Regions from separate parts of the Sus scrofa genome. Here region 1 is linked to region 2. Evidence: chromatin contacts called from public HiChIP or PLAC-seq data. All regions are on one chromosome and are shown on one strand. Each heading gives the region's core, a stretch centred on a gene start, on an enhancer-like site or on the middle of the called end of the contact. The rest is flanking DNA. Distances are from core to core; before and after follow the strand shown. Region 1 has its middle 41 kb from the start of CCR3. Region 2 overlaps XCR1 (X-C motif chemokine receptor 1).

Region 1 (6,279 bases), core at 486-2,985, 120 kb before region 2:
TCAGGATCCATCACTGTGGGATCAAACAAGTCAAGAGGAACCTAGGAGGAGCCTGGTAATGGCCACTGTAGGAATCATCATGAACCAAGCATCCCCCACCCCATGTTTGTATCTGTAGCAGTGTTACCCCCCCCCCCCCCCCGCAACAGGGTACATCCAAACCTTTCTTAATTCAGGCAGCAAAGTGCCCTTGCTTCCAGACCTCTTGTTTATCATCTGCTGCTTTCCCCTGTCCGCACTGACCATGAGTCTCTACTTCCTGAACACTGTGTATTCAGTCTCAGCTCTTCCTTTGTGTAACCCAGCTTTCCTCAGAGGTATAGCTCCTGTCCTTAGAACCCAGCCTTGCCTCTCCTCCTTCAGGAATTTTTCCATGAACACCTACTTGACACTTTCCATGTATTTTTTTCTTTTATTGCAGCTTGTAACTTGTTTTCCTGTGCCAAATATTATCTCCTCATGTCACACAAGATCCCAGCAGAAAATGACATGCTCAGATTGGGCAGTTTGAGGAGAGTTTAGTCAAGGAACATTTACAAAGGTGATGGCAGTGTGGAGGGAGAATGCATCCCCCTGAGCTGAGTAACAGTGGAATTTCCTACCAGCCTAGGTCCAAAGTGCCAAGGGGTAGGAGGAACTGGCGAGGTCCAGAGCTGAGAGATAGGCCCTGCTGTGGGGGATGTCACCAGCCTCCAGTGCTGCTGCAGGGAGGAGACTGGGGGAATCGACACTTTGACCTCACTCTCCTCCCTTCATCTAACTTCCTGCAGGTGCTCCCCATGGATTCTCCCTAATCCAGAGAGCAAGGGAGAAGACTGGTGTGGTCCATAAGGGGCAGCTTCTCGGGTGCAGAGCAGTGGGGAGAGTAGATCCAGGTGGGGATGACAGAGTATACCCCCCACTCCTTATTTTGACAGAGTATTTAATCTTGAGGCCAGCAACCATGTTTTTCTTTCACCATTCCCTTTACCTCCTGGCATAAAGACTAGGACAATTATAGGTGTTGAGTAAATAGGACCAATTGGAGTTTGATTGATGAATAGCATCCTATTGAACAACATAGGATGAGCAGAACGTCTCTCCCTCTGTCCCTTCCCACTTGTCCTGGGCCAGAGAAGTTGCCGTTCTGATGAGCAGGTTTCAGAGCATGAATTGGCTGCACTTGCTAGCTTTGGGGGCCTTTGTGGGGGTTTTAAAGGTCCCACACATGCTCAAGCAGGTCTAGTCTGCTTCCACCCCTCAAGCAGCAGTATGGTGAATCAGGGTGGGTACCACGGAGACAAGTGCTGCCACCTTGCTTTTGTCTCCTAGTCACACATGTTTCAGCCTACCCATTGCTTTGAGCTTGGGCCAGGCCCTCTGGAATAAGATTTGAATTTCGGTTTAAGAGGAGATAGTGGAATTTCATAGGCCTTGAACTGTTACCAGCTTTACCTAGGCCCTGCACCAGGGAACTAGCAATTAGCCCTGGTCATAACAAAGTGAAACCGTGTTGCCTACCTCTGTTCCTCCCTCTTGTGGCCACTGCGTTGCACAGTTCATAGAGATGCAGATGGTATCCCTTAGAGTTTTGCAACTTAGCTGGACAAGATCAGATACAGTCATTCCTGCCTTTATTGCTATAGCATCATCAAAACCTCACCTCCCACCCAGCATGTGGGGGTATTTCTCTGCTTCATTATTTTCTTGAGTGACTGCCCTGGGTTGGCTGAGTCTCTGGCATTGGAAGGCCCCCTAGTGTTCACATTTTCCATTGCAGCTGTAACTGAAGGAGAGGTTAGCAAGTAAGGGGGACAGTCTGAGGGTTGGGGTCAGTTCCTCAGGACCCAAACTAAGCCAGGAAGAATCTTGTCCTGTCTGAAAACTGAGAGGCTTTCCTCAGGTCAGAAAGTCTAGATTGCAAGAGGCAGCCATTCTTCTGATGGCATGAGGACAGTGGCGTGGCATAGGTTCTTGCTTAGCAGAAAAGGTTACCTTTGAAAATAGGCAGAATCAGAGTTCCCTTTGTGGCTCAGCGGATTACAAACCCAACTAGTATCCATGAGGACATGGTTCAATCCCTGGCCTGGCTCAGCGGGTTAAGGTTCTGGCATTGCCATTAGCTGTGGTGTAGGTTGCAGATGTGGTTCAGATCCCACAATGCTGTGGCTATGGTTGTGGCATAGGCCAGCAGCTGTGGCTCCAGTTCAACCCCTGGCCTGGAATTTCCATATGCTGTAGGCAAGGCCCTAAAAAAGCAAAAAAAAAAAAAAAAAAAAAAAAAAAAAAAAAAAAGGCAAAATCTAGGTATACAGAATTTTAAAGGTATGAATAAGTATTTCTATATTCAAGCTCATATTCATACCCATATAGATATATTTATATCTATACATGTGTATTTATATATCATTACTTTTACCCCCTCTGCCTTATTTCTCAGCCAGGGTCTGGGGCTCTGACATCCATTTAAGTCCCACAGGGCAGTCCTGCATATTCACTAAGCCCTCTGTAGACCTCAAGAGCTGAAATTTGGGGGCTTTGAATTTGCCACCAGTCTGTTGACCCAACAGAACTTAAGAGGTATGAACAGAAAGAATCTTTACTTTTATGCCTCCTGTCCCTTTAAATTGGATCAGAGGCTGAAGTTCTTCTAGCCCCAGTTGGGCTGTCCCATGACTTTTGCCATCACACTTAGGTACAAAAGAAAAAGTCCCATTATCATTTGAAGTCACAAAAGAGAATTTCAGTTCAGAAATTGAAGGGTTGATCTTCATATGAATATCAAAACTCAGCCTGATTTGACAGTTAAATCCACCTCTCCTCCCAGCTGGCTCAGGGATGAACTGACACAGGAAGGAAGAGTGGGGGCACCCTCCTACTTCTCTCTCTTTCTCTCTCTCTCTGTCTCCCTCGTGGCACCTCTGCTACTTCCTCAACGTGGTTTCTAGTCCTCCAGCTGGTGGGTACTGGGAAAGGAAGGAAAGTGGGGTGAGGAAGGTTTTTGTTTGACTGGCCCTGTCATAAGATGTTGACTTCACCCCCAGCTCCTCTTGTGGGGCTGGCAGGTATTTAAAAGTTGATTCTGGGAGTTCCCATCGTGGCTTAGCAGTGACAAACCCAACTGGTATCCAAGAGGGTGTAGGTTCAATCCCTGGCCTCACTCAGGGGGTTAAGGATCTGGCGTTGCCACGAGCTGTGGTGTAGGTCGCACGTCGCTGTGGCTCTGGCATAGGCCAGCAGCTGAGGCTCCAATTGGACCCCTAGCCTGGTAACTTCCATATGCCACACATGTGGCCCTAAAAAAGGCAGTAATAAATAAATAAATAAAAATTTTAAAAGTTGATTCTTTCTCTCATGGTCTGCTTTTGTAGAGTCATTAGAAACTTCCCTGGGAATAGTCAGCATAATTGCATTTTCCCTGGCTGACAGATTCCCATTATCTCCTGTGGTTTCAGCAGTCCACCGCACACACATTTCTCTCATCCTGCAAATGAGCTTCATCCAGGCAGTCTTCTTGGGCATGAATGGAAATCCTCCAGTAAACTCTCTCACTTCGTCTATGGGGAAAAAAAAAATCCCACATCCTTTGCCAAAATCAGCTCTAAAAGCATAGATCCATCCTAAAGTAGTGGCACTTTTTCTCTGTTCCACCCCCAAAGTGGCTGGCTGGTCTTGTCTCCCAATTCCCTGAGTGAGAGCAGGTCTTCTTTAACTGAAGTGACTTGTATCAAGCTCTCAGGTGGTCCCATCGGCTTGAGGTGAGAGACAGTACCCACCATGCCCTCATTCCTTTCCATCCCTGGTGTAGAGGTACCTAGCAGCCCTCAACAAAGAATGCCTTTTCAGGTAGCTCCCTAATTTTCACCAATCCAACCTCTTTGTCCCCAGTGTAGGTAAAGGGTCACAAGAGTCATGAAATGTGTTTTAACAACTCCTATGTCAATTTTGCACATGGCCTACCTTGGAATACAGAATCTGTGGCATCCTGCTACCCCAGTTAACACTTCCAGTGTGCTGTCTGAGTACCAACAGTTAGCATTTTGCATTAGTGAGCAGTGTTTAACTACTACACAATCAACCTTATTTTGTTTAGAACTGTATCTAGGGTCAGGCTAGAACTAACCTGGGGATTTAAGCAGCCTGTCTGCAGACCTCACATCCTGAGCACCCCCCCCCCAAAATCTGGCCTCCTTCATTATGGCTGTGCATATCAGAGCCCCGGATCCTGTTGGGCATGGATTAGCCGGGGTCAGGAAACTTCTTTAAAGACGAGAAAGTAAATATTTTAGGATTTGTGGGCTCCACGGTCTCTGTCGCAATTACTCAGTTCTGTTGCGGTAGCACAAAAGCAGCCACAGACAATTCATAAACAAATGAGTGTGGCTGTGCTCCAGTGAAACTGTTCATAGAGCAGGCAGTGGGCTGTATGTGGGCTGTGGGTCACAGTTCACCAACCCCTGGATTAGATCAATGAATAGAGAAAGAGAAATGGTGACTTTACCTGTACTGAGGATTCACCTGGGCAGGAAGGGATGAAAAGCCCAGTGACAGAAAGACCATAGGCTATGGAGGAAAGAAACCTGCCTTGTTCAGGAGATGTGAAGACTGTAAAATTACAGCTCTGGGATTTGAAGAAAACCTCTGAAAGCTGGAAAAGGATCATTCTTCAAAAATTATTTTATTGGAGTGTAGTTGATTTACAATGTCTGGTTTTCTACTGTACAGCAAAAGTGTAATTCATATATACACATTCTTTTTAATATGCTTATCCATGATGGTTTATCACAAGATACTGAATATAGTTCCATGTGCTGTAGAGTAGGGCCTTACTGATTATCCATCCAATATATAATAGTTTGCATCTGCTATTCCCAAACTCCCAGTCCATCTTTCCTCTCCTCCTTCCCCTTTGGCAACCAACCACAAGTTTGTTCTCGATGTCTATGGGTATGTTCCTGTTTTATAGATTATTTGTGTCATATTTTAGATTCCACATAAAAGTGATATCATATAGTATTTATCTTTCTCTTTCTAACTTGCTTCACTTAGTATGATAATCTCTAAGTCCATCCATGTTGCTGCACATAACATTATTTCATTCTTTTTTACAGCTGAATAGTATTTTATTGTATGTATGTACCACATCTTCTTTATCCATTCATCTGTCAATGACATTTACATTGTTTCTGTGTCTTAGCTATTACAAATAGTGCTGCAGGAGTTCCCATTGTGGCTAAGTGGTAAGGAACCGACTAGTAACCATGAGAACCAGGTTTGATCTCTGGCCTCACGCAGTCAGTTAAGGATCCAGCATTTCTGTGAGCTGTGGTGTGGGTTGCAGATAAGGCTCAGATCTGGCATTGATGTGGCCGTGGTGTAGGCCGGCGGCTACAGCTCTGATTTGACCCCTAGCCTGGGAACTTCCGTATTCCATAGGTGCAGCCCTAAAAAGACAAAAAAATTAAAAAAAAATAGTGCTGCAGTGGAGGATCATCTTTTAAAAACTAATGGAGTATGATGCTCAATAAAAAGGACGAACAAGAGGGAACTCAATACTGAGGTGTGTTCAAGGTCCCATTGTCAAGGTGACTCTAGTCTTTAGTGCACTTCTGTGCTGCTGTGGCTGCCAGAACACTAACCTACCTACCCGGCCACCACTGTCACTTCTACCTTTTACTTTATGAAAAATTATTCAAATATGTAGCCTCAAGCCTTAACTGAGCATGCCCTGCTGGCTTCCAGCATCCTCATATCTATGTCGTGTTGCTTGGGAGCTTCCCCCCAGAGCTGGGAAAGCCTCTCCAGACCCAGGCAGGCTGGACAGGCTGAGGAATTAGTGCCAATCAGCCAGTTACTGACAGGAGTGGAGTGTTAGTACCTCAACTTCCTTCCCCATCAAACGAGAGAACTAAGAAGTATGTTACACCGTTTCCCAGAGATTTTTGGTGGTTATGAGCTCCAGTCATCCCCCCGTGGAAGGCGCTTCATCACATACCTTCTGTTGGCATCTTCTTCTTCCGTTGTACTTCCCCGTCCCTCCTGGAGTTTTCTGCACTTTGCAAATAAACTCTTTGCTCTTCATTTCTTGCTCAGGAGCTGCTTTGGGGGGAGCCCAACATAAGCAGAATGTCACTTTCTCTGTGTCCCTTTCTTCAATGTCTTCATTCTACTTTCTGCCACTGGGGCCTTCGAGCCCCAGTCACGTTTCATTATAGTCATTTTGAGTCAGATGGGTCTCTTCTACTGAGCAGTAAATACATCTTATTCATCTTTGCATCACTGGCCTTTTTCCACAGCCTG
Region 2 (6,434 bases), core at 2,871-5,370:
TTGAAAGTCACCTGTAACCTCACTCCAGGTTACCATAAGAACAAGTTCCATAATGAATTCAGCCCAAAGAAAGACAATTTGTTAGCAAGCAGGCCACATTTTCAAGTGCAATCACTTGGGACCACAAAGAGGTGTTAAGGATGAAAACAGAATTCAGACAAAGCTAAACAAATCTTAATGGGAACTGATATAAATGGATTTTCTGTATATTTATTTATACACGCCTGTTACTTCATTTAAAAACTTCTTGGAAGCAAGGACTACTTGTTTTGCTTTAAAAATCTCCATGTGACCTCACTCCCTAACCAAAAGGGGAAAAAATATGATAAAACATAAATGGCATACAAATGTGCCTTGTGCACTGAGAAACATGACAGATTCTTATTCTGTAAAGGTGTAGAGTTGCAGGTAAAAATCCGGGATGTTGTACCTCTCAAACCAAGCATTTCCCCCCAAGGTGTCCACTAGGAACATCTATAAAGAAACTGCCTCGAGAAGACAGAAAAAGAATTACGGGAGGGACAGGCTTCACTTGTCCAGTGGTAGGTGCAGGAGGAAGACCAGTCCATCAGCCAGGACTGGTTCTAAGGGGCCTTGACCACTGTCAGATAGAGATTAAGTAGAGAATGGAAAAAAAAAAATCCCAGTATCAGAAGCCAAGTTCAGGTCAGGGCCACACTGGCCATGTCCAAAGGTTGGGCTTGGAGTGGTGAGCTAAATCTCCCTCCATGCCCTTTCCTAAGGTCAAGATCAATCCCATAAATAGAAAATCTTTTAATTAGGATGTATCCAGCTACAAATAAGTGTAAACTGAACTGGAAGTAGCCAAACAATAAGGAGATTGCGGACTCATGGGACATTCAACAGATCAGGCCTGCGACTGCCCTGATCCAGTGGCTCACATTCCGTTTGCTGGTGACTTTCTTTACTCTGCCTCTCTCAGAATGGTGGCTTCATCTGCAGGCAGCAAAACAGATCTGGCCATGCTGACCTTGGGTGTGGACAGAACAACCACAGGGTCAGCTCCTTCAGGGCAAATAAGCCATGCAGACAGGGTGGCTCCCTGAACAAAATCATCCTTCTGTTATAAAGAAGGAAGGGGGAACAATGCCAATAAGCAACCTCCAGAGCCCACCAAGGGCAAGAAGGCACAAGCAGGCAGCAGGCCAGATTCTTAGTGCTGTTGTTCTTCTGACATGCTGCGTGATCTGGGGCAAGCCACTTCAGCTCTTGAGGCCTCAGTTTTTCTCATCTTAAATTGATTAAGCTAGAGAATCTGTCAGATTCTATTCCGCTTTGAAAAGTCTTTTATTTGGCCATACCTATGGCATGTGGAAGTTCCTGGGCCAGAGACTGAAGCTGCACCACAGCAGTGACCCAAAGCTGCTTCAGTAACAATGCCGGATCCTTATCCTACTGTATCATAAGAGAACTCCACAATAGTCTTTGACTATGAAATGAGATGCTCAAAGACTACTCAAAATACCGGGCTTCAAGTATGGGAAACAGTTCTGGTCCTTTATAGAAAATTCCATTTTCTAGAGATGGCCACAGCAATTGCTCCCATCCCACAGGCCTATCTAAGTGGACCCTTGCACTCTGCCATCCGAAGTTCGATTCTCATCCCTTTGAATCTATGCCTGCTTGATGATTTGCTTATACTCATAATAACTTATAACTAATAAGCTTTGGGAGAAATGACACTGAGAGGCTTCCCAAAAGGCTATGCATAGTCTGCTTGGTTCTCTCACAATGCTAGTAGCAGGACTGAACACAGTATAAGAAATCCAGCCATTCTGAGACTACTATTCCAGAGAGGCCAGGTGTAGGCACTCATGTCAACAACCCAGCTGAGCTTCCACTCCACAGTTAGCACTGACCACCAGCCCCAAGTGTGCGCCATCATGGACATCCATCCTGGGCTGACTGTCAGATGATTGAAGCCTCAGCTGACATTGTACCACAACCCCATGAGAAATCCCACAGGTGAAAGGCCCCAATGAGCATTTCCAGAATTCCTAACCCAGAACATCATGAGCAAAATAAAAGCAGGTGTTGCCATTCTATACCTCTGTGTTTCAGAGAGATTTTTTTTATGCAACAGTGGTGATCAGAATAACCTTAGAGAAGAGTGGGCATAAATGAACAAGGAAAGATTTAGAGTCAGCTTTGAGAGGTTGTTTTTGATAGCTGCAAGCATTGAAGATATCTAAATTCCTTTTTCCAACTCTTTAAGGAGTCTGTGGAGAGATTCCTTGAGGCATGATCTGTGGGCATCTTGCCAGGAGGTAAATAACAGTGGACCTTCACATTTATATAGCCTGTTGGAGTTTGTGAAAAGCAAATTAATACATTTGAATGTCAGAACAAAGGATTAGGGCTCCATTCAACTGCCATCTTTGGCCCAAAATCCCTTCTTGGAATTCCCGAGCCAGTGACTCACCTGCTTCCCTTAGAAAAGCAGTCATGGCTGAGCAAATTTCCCTCAGTGAGTACACATGAAATGGGCACATTGCCAGGCACTTTCCTAATTGTCTCCACATTACACCTTCATAGGGGGACAGCAAAGAGGCTAGAGGCCTCTGAGCTACTATGTCTCAGTGTTGGCCCTCCGTGGAGCTTCCTGGAATGGTCTCAGTCCACAGCAACCCCTTTTAGAGCTGTTTTTAGCAGCTGCTGCCTTGACCTTATCAGATGCATCCTCTGGTTAATGGTTTTTCTTGCAGTGGATATGCCAACAAAACCTCATGACGTCTTAGTGGGATGGACATGGTAGATATTACTGATGCTACTTATTACTACTAAGATGGTAGCCAGTCTTCATGACGGCTCCCAGTGGTTGGTACCACCTGGTACTGACATCGCTGAGTAGGGTTGACCTGGATAACAAGTAAGATAGTGTAGAAATGATAGTGCTTTTCTTCAGAGGTTAGATCATAAAAGATACTGTGGCTTCTGTCTTGGTCTCTTAGATGGCTTACCCTGGGAGAAGGCAGCAACCATGTCAGGAGGACCCTCAGGCTTCATGGAGAGACTCGCATGACCAGGAACCAGGGCCTCCTGCCAGCAGCCATGTGAACACAGCTGGCTTGGAAGCAGATCTTCCAACCCCAGTCAAGCCTTCAGATGACTGCAGCCCCATGGACATCTTGTTCTCATCCCATGAAAGGACATGGGCCAAAACCATCCAGGTGAGTTGCCTCCAAAGTTCTGACCCCACAAACATTGTGTGAGATAATAATCATTGTTTAATCTACTAGGTTTTGAAGGAATTTTTTTTTTCCTTTTTCGGCCATACTGTGGCATATGGATGTTTCCAGGCCCGGGATCAAATCTGAGCCACACCTGCAACCTACGCCACAGCTATGGCAATGCCAGATCCTTAAACTGCTGCACTGGGCCAGGACTCAAAGCAGCAACGCCATAGAGACAAACCGGATCTTTAACCCACTGCACCACAGGGAAACTCCTTGAAGGAATTTTTTAAAGGTATGGTAGATAAATAATATACCCGTTATACAAGTGAGCCTCAGACACATATGGTGACTAGCCCCAAATCGCACAGCTGGAGCTGTGACTGACTGGGAAGAGAGCCCTCATCTTGTGACTGCTGATCCACACAGCACAGGTTCTCTTATAGTCCCATGATTCAGTAGTTCTCTAATTTGGGGTCAGAAGAGGCAAAGATGAGGTTGCAGGCACAGTGCAGCATCTGCCTAGACAACTGTGGCCACACTCACAGCCTCGACCCACATGGCCCCTTGACCAGGAATCCAGAATAGGGAGGGAAGCTAAGAGTCTTCTCTCACTTTCGTGGCACCCTCATGAAGAGGAGGCACAAGCCAGCAACACTTCTTATTTGAACAGACCCACACCCATGCAGGCTCACACATGTGAAGGGTCTCAACCCCTACTGCAAAGGAAACTACAGCTGACCCATGATGCTGCATTTCCGAGGGGCTGTGGTGGGGAAGATTTGTGGTGTCAGGGCTTGTGCTAAGATCCTTGCCTGCAACACGGGGTCTGGCTGTGCCTCCCAGCTTCCCCACTGCTGATTCATGCATCCACTTCAGAGAAGTCACCCCACTGACTCAGTTCCCATGTGACTCACTGGCCATGTGATCGCTGGTCCCCCGCTTCTGCTAGCAGGGCCTGTGGGCAACATGAGCTCTCTGTAGTGACAGTATGGTGGTCACGGGGTCAACAAGTGGCAAGTCTGGCTGGCTCTGTTTTCTCATCCTTCCAGCTGGGTTGGACTTATTCCAGCAAGAGCTGGAATCCCTACATGGCACTGGAATTGACCAAGTCTAGAGGGTAGTTGAAGATAAAAGGTTGAGAAGGGCTCCATAGTCACTGCTTTTGTCTCCAGGGACATGCCAGCCTATCCACAGCAGGAAGGGTGCAGCCCAAAGCCTAAAGCAGGGCTGGACTTCCCAGCAGAGAACAGAAAATTGTTCCTAGGGTGGCAGTGGATGTAAGAGAGACTGAGCAGGAGACCCGCCAAAGCAAACAAGGAAGAGGCCTCACGTGGTAACATTTCCTTTTCCTTTTCTTTCTTTCTTTCTTTCTTTTTTTTTTTTTTTTTTTTTTGGTCTTTTTAGGGCCACACCAATAACATATGGACCCCAGGCTAGGGGTCCAGTCAGACCTGTAGCCACCGACCTACACCAAGGCCATAGCACCTTGGGATCTGAGCCGTGTCTGCAACCTACACCACAGCTCATGGCAACACAGGACCCTTAACCCACTGAGCAAGGACAGGGATCAAACCTGCATCCTCACTGATACCAGTCAGGTTCATTAACTGCTGAGCCACAATGGGAATTCCCTGGTAATATTTCTTGATAAAGTTGTCAGCCCACATGGAAAAGTTGTCAGCCCACATGGGCTTCAGTGTCTTCATGAATGGAGTCAAGTGAATGGTTTTCAAACTGGATTCCTTGGAGCCCAAGCTTTCTGCAGACGAGCTTAAGAGTTTGCCATTGGGAGGGAGGCTCTACACCTGTACTGTCCAATAGGAATATGAAGTAAGCCACACATGCAATTTTAAATGTTGTAGCACCACATTTTCAAAAATCTAACAATAAACAAGTAAAAATGATTTTAATAGTATCTTTTACTTAATCTAGATATTATCATTTCAGCATGCAATCAGTTTGTTAATTTATTAATAAGATATTTCACATTCTCCCTTTTGTGCTAAATCTTCAATATCTGGTGTGTAATTTGTATTTAAGTACATATCAGTTAGAACCAGCCACGTTTGCAGTACTTGACAGCTAGAGTGGTGTACCTGACCTGCCGAGAGGGAGGAGGAATCAGGCGTTTAGAGAAGACCTCCCCCTGGTGGACAAAACTCAAAAGTCCATTTCCTTGATTCAGTAATCATGTAGAATGTCAGCATTATATGTATCCTGAGGGCACTTGGAGAGAGCACCTACAAATCAAAGAAGCAGGTCAAGTGCAGACTCCTGAGGAATTTGAAAGTGAGAATTGTTGATGGCAGACTCCCTTGCTTCTGGGAAGAGAGTGAGTGTGGACTATTCTTTCCAGGAATTTTGCTGTGAACGGGAGGAACATACAAGGCATGGGGCACAGACCTAAGGGTGTTTTAAATGGGAAGAAAATATTTGGACAAAATGCAGGCTGTAGAACACTTGTCATGACCAGATCAAAGGAACCAGAGGCATTCAAGAGTCATACTAACAGAGCTGGTTGGAATACAGACCCTGGAGCCAGCTTCATTGCTTTCTGGCTGTGTGACTTTGGACAGATTACTTACCTCCTTTTGCCTCTGTTCTCGCATCAGTGCAATAGTACCTGCCTCTTCCGTTTGCACTGTGATGAGTTGTGTTTGTATGAGGATTGATTCATTTTTCAAAATAACATACTCAAGTGCTGAGAATAGACATAAGAAAATTAAGTGTTGTATTAGCTATAATGATTAGAGGGATTCATTTAGAGGGGCAACATGTTCTGTGAGTGTTCACACAGGGGGGCTGCCTCTTCCCCAGTGAGTCAGTCGAAGTTCAAATACTGTGTCATGACAAGTCAGAATTCTCAACTCAGAAGTGACAACATTGTTTCAACAGAGGGCAGTGGCCAACAACACATTTCTCTAGCATCTTCAAACTGAAACTGTCAAGAAAGCTGGCTTCCTGACCTAGTGGGGACATTCAGGACCATGGACATCTAACTCTTTGTTTCACTCCTTCCTGGGGAAACTTATCAGGTTTCACAGTTCTATGTTTTATTTTATTTTATTTTTTGGTCTTTTTTGCCATTTCTTGGGCCGCTCCCCGGCATATGGAGGTTTCCAGGCTAGGGGTCGAATCGGAGCTGCAGCCACCGGCCTACACCACAGCCACAGCAACGCGTCTGCAACCCACACCACAGCTCATGGCAATGCTGGATCCTTAACCCACTAAGCAAGG

Evidence for each region. HiChIP or PLAC-seq counts read pairs in DNA pulled down with a chosen protein or histone mark.
Region 1: an H3K27ac HiChIP or PLAC-seq map of alveolar macrophages shows a contact between it and region 2. The contact joins two enhancer-like sites. A contact is called at or near these places in 8 of 47 Hi-C or Micro-C datasets (alveolar macrophages, blood, brain and 1 more) and 1 of 2 datasets of contacts at active chromatin or transcription factors (alveolar macrophages).

The regions. Positions count from the first base shown.
Region 1 is chr13:29,289,592-29,295,870 of Sscrofa11.1, reverse strand. No RefSeq gene overlaps it. Among named protein-coding and RNA genes, the nearest start is that of CCR3, 41 kb to the right of the region's middle. Within about 2 kb of position 1,735, at least 21 of the 83 cell types and tissues checked have an H3K27ac peak or open chromatin away from gene starts, as enhancers often do. A contact at or near this core is called in alveolar macrophages and subcutaneous adipose tissue, where this site is marked.
Region 2 is chr13:29,174,362-29,180,795 of Sscrofa11.1, reverse strand. It overlaps XCR1 (X-C motif chemokine receptor 1), which reads left to right. Exons shown (of 4, transcript NM_001001622.1): 3 at 2,973-3,191. Among named protein-coding and RNA genes, the nearest start is that of FYCO1, 35 kb to the right of the region's middle. Within about 2 kb of position 4,120, at least 23 of the 83 cell types and tissues checked have an H3K27ac peak or open chromatin away from gene starts, as enhancers often do. A contact at or near this core is called in alveolar macrophages and subcutaneous adipose tissue, where this site is marked.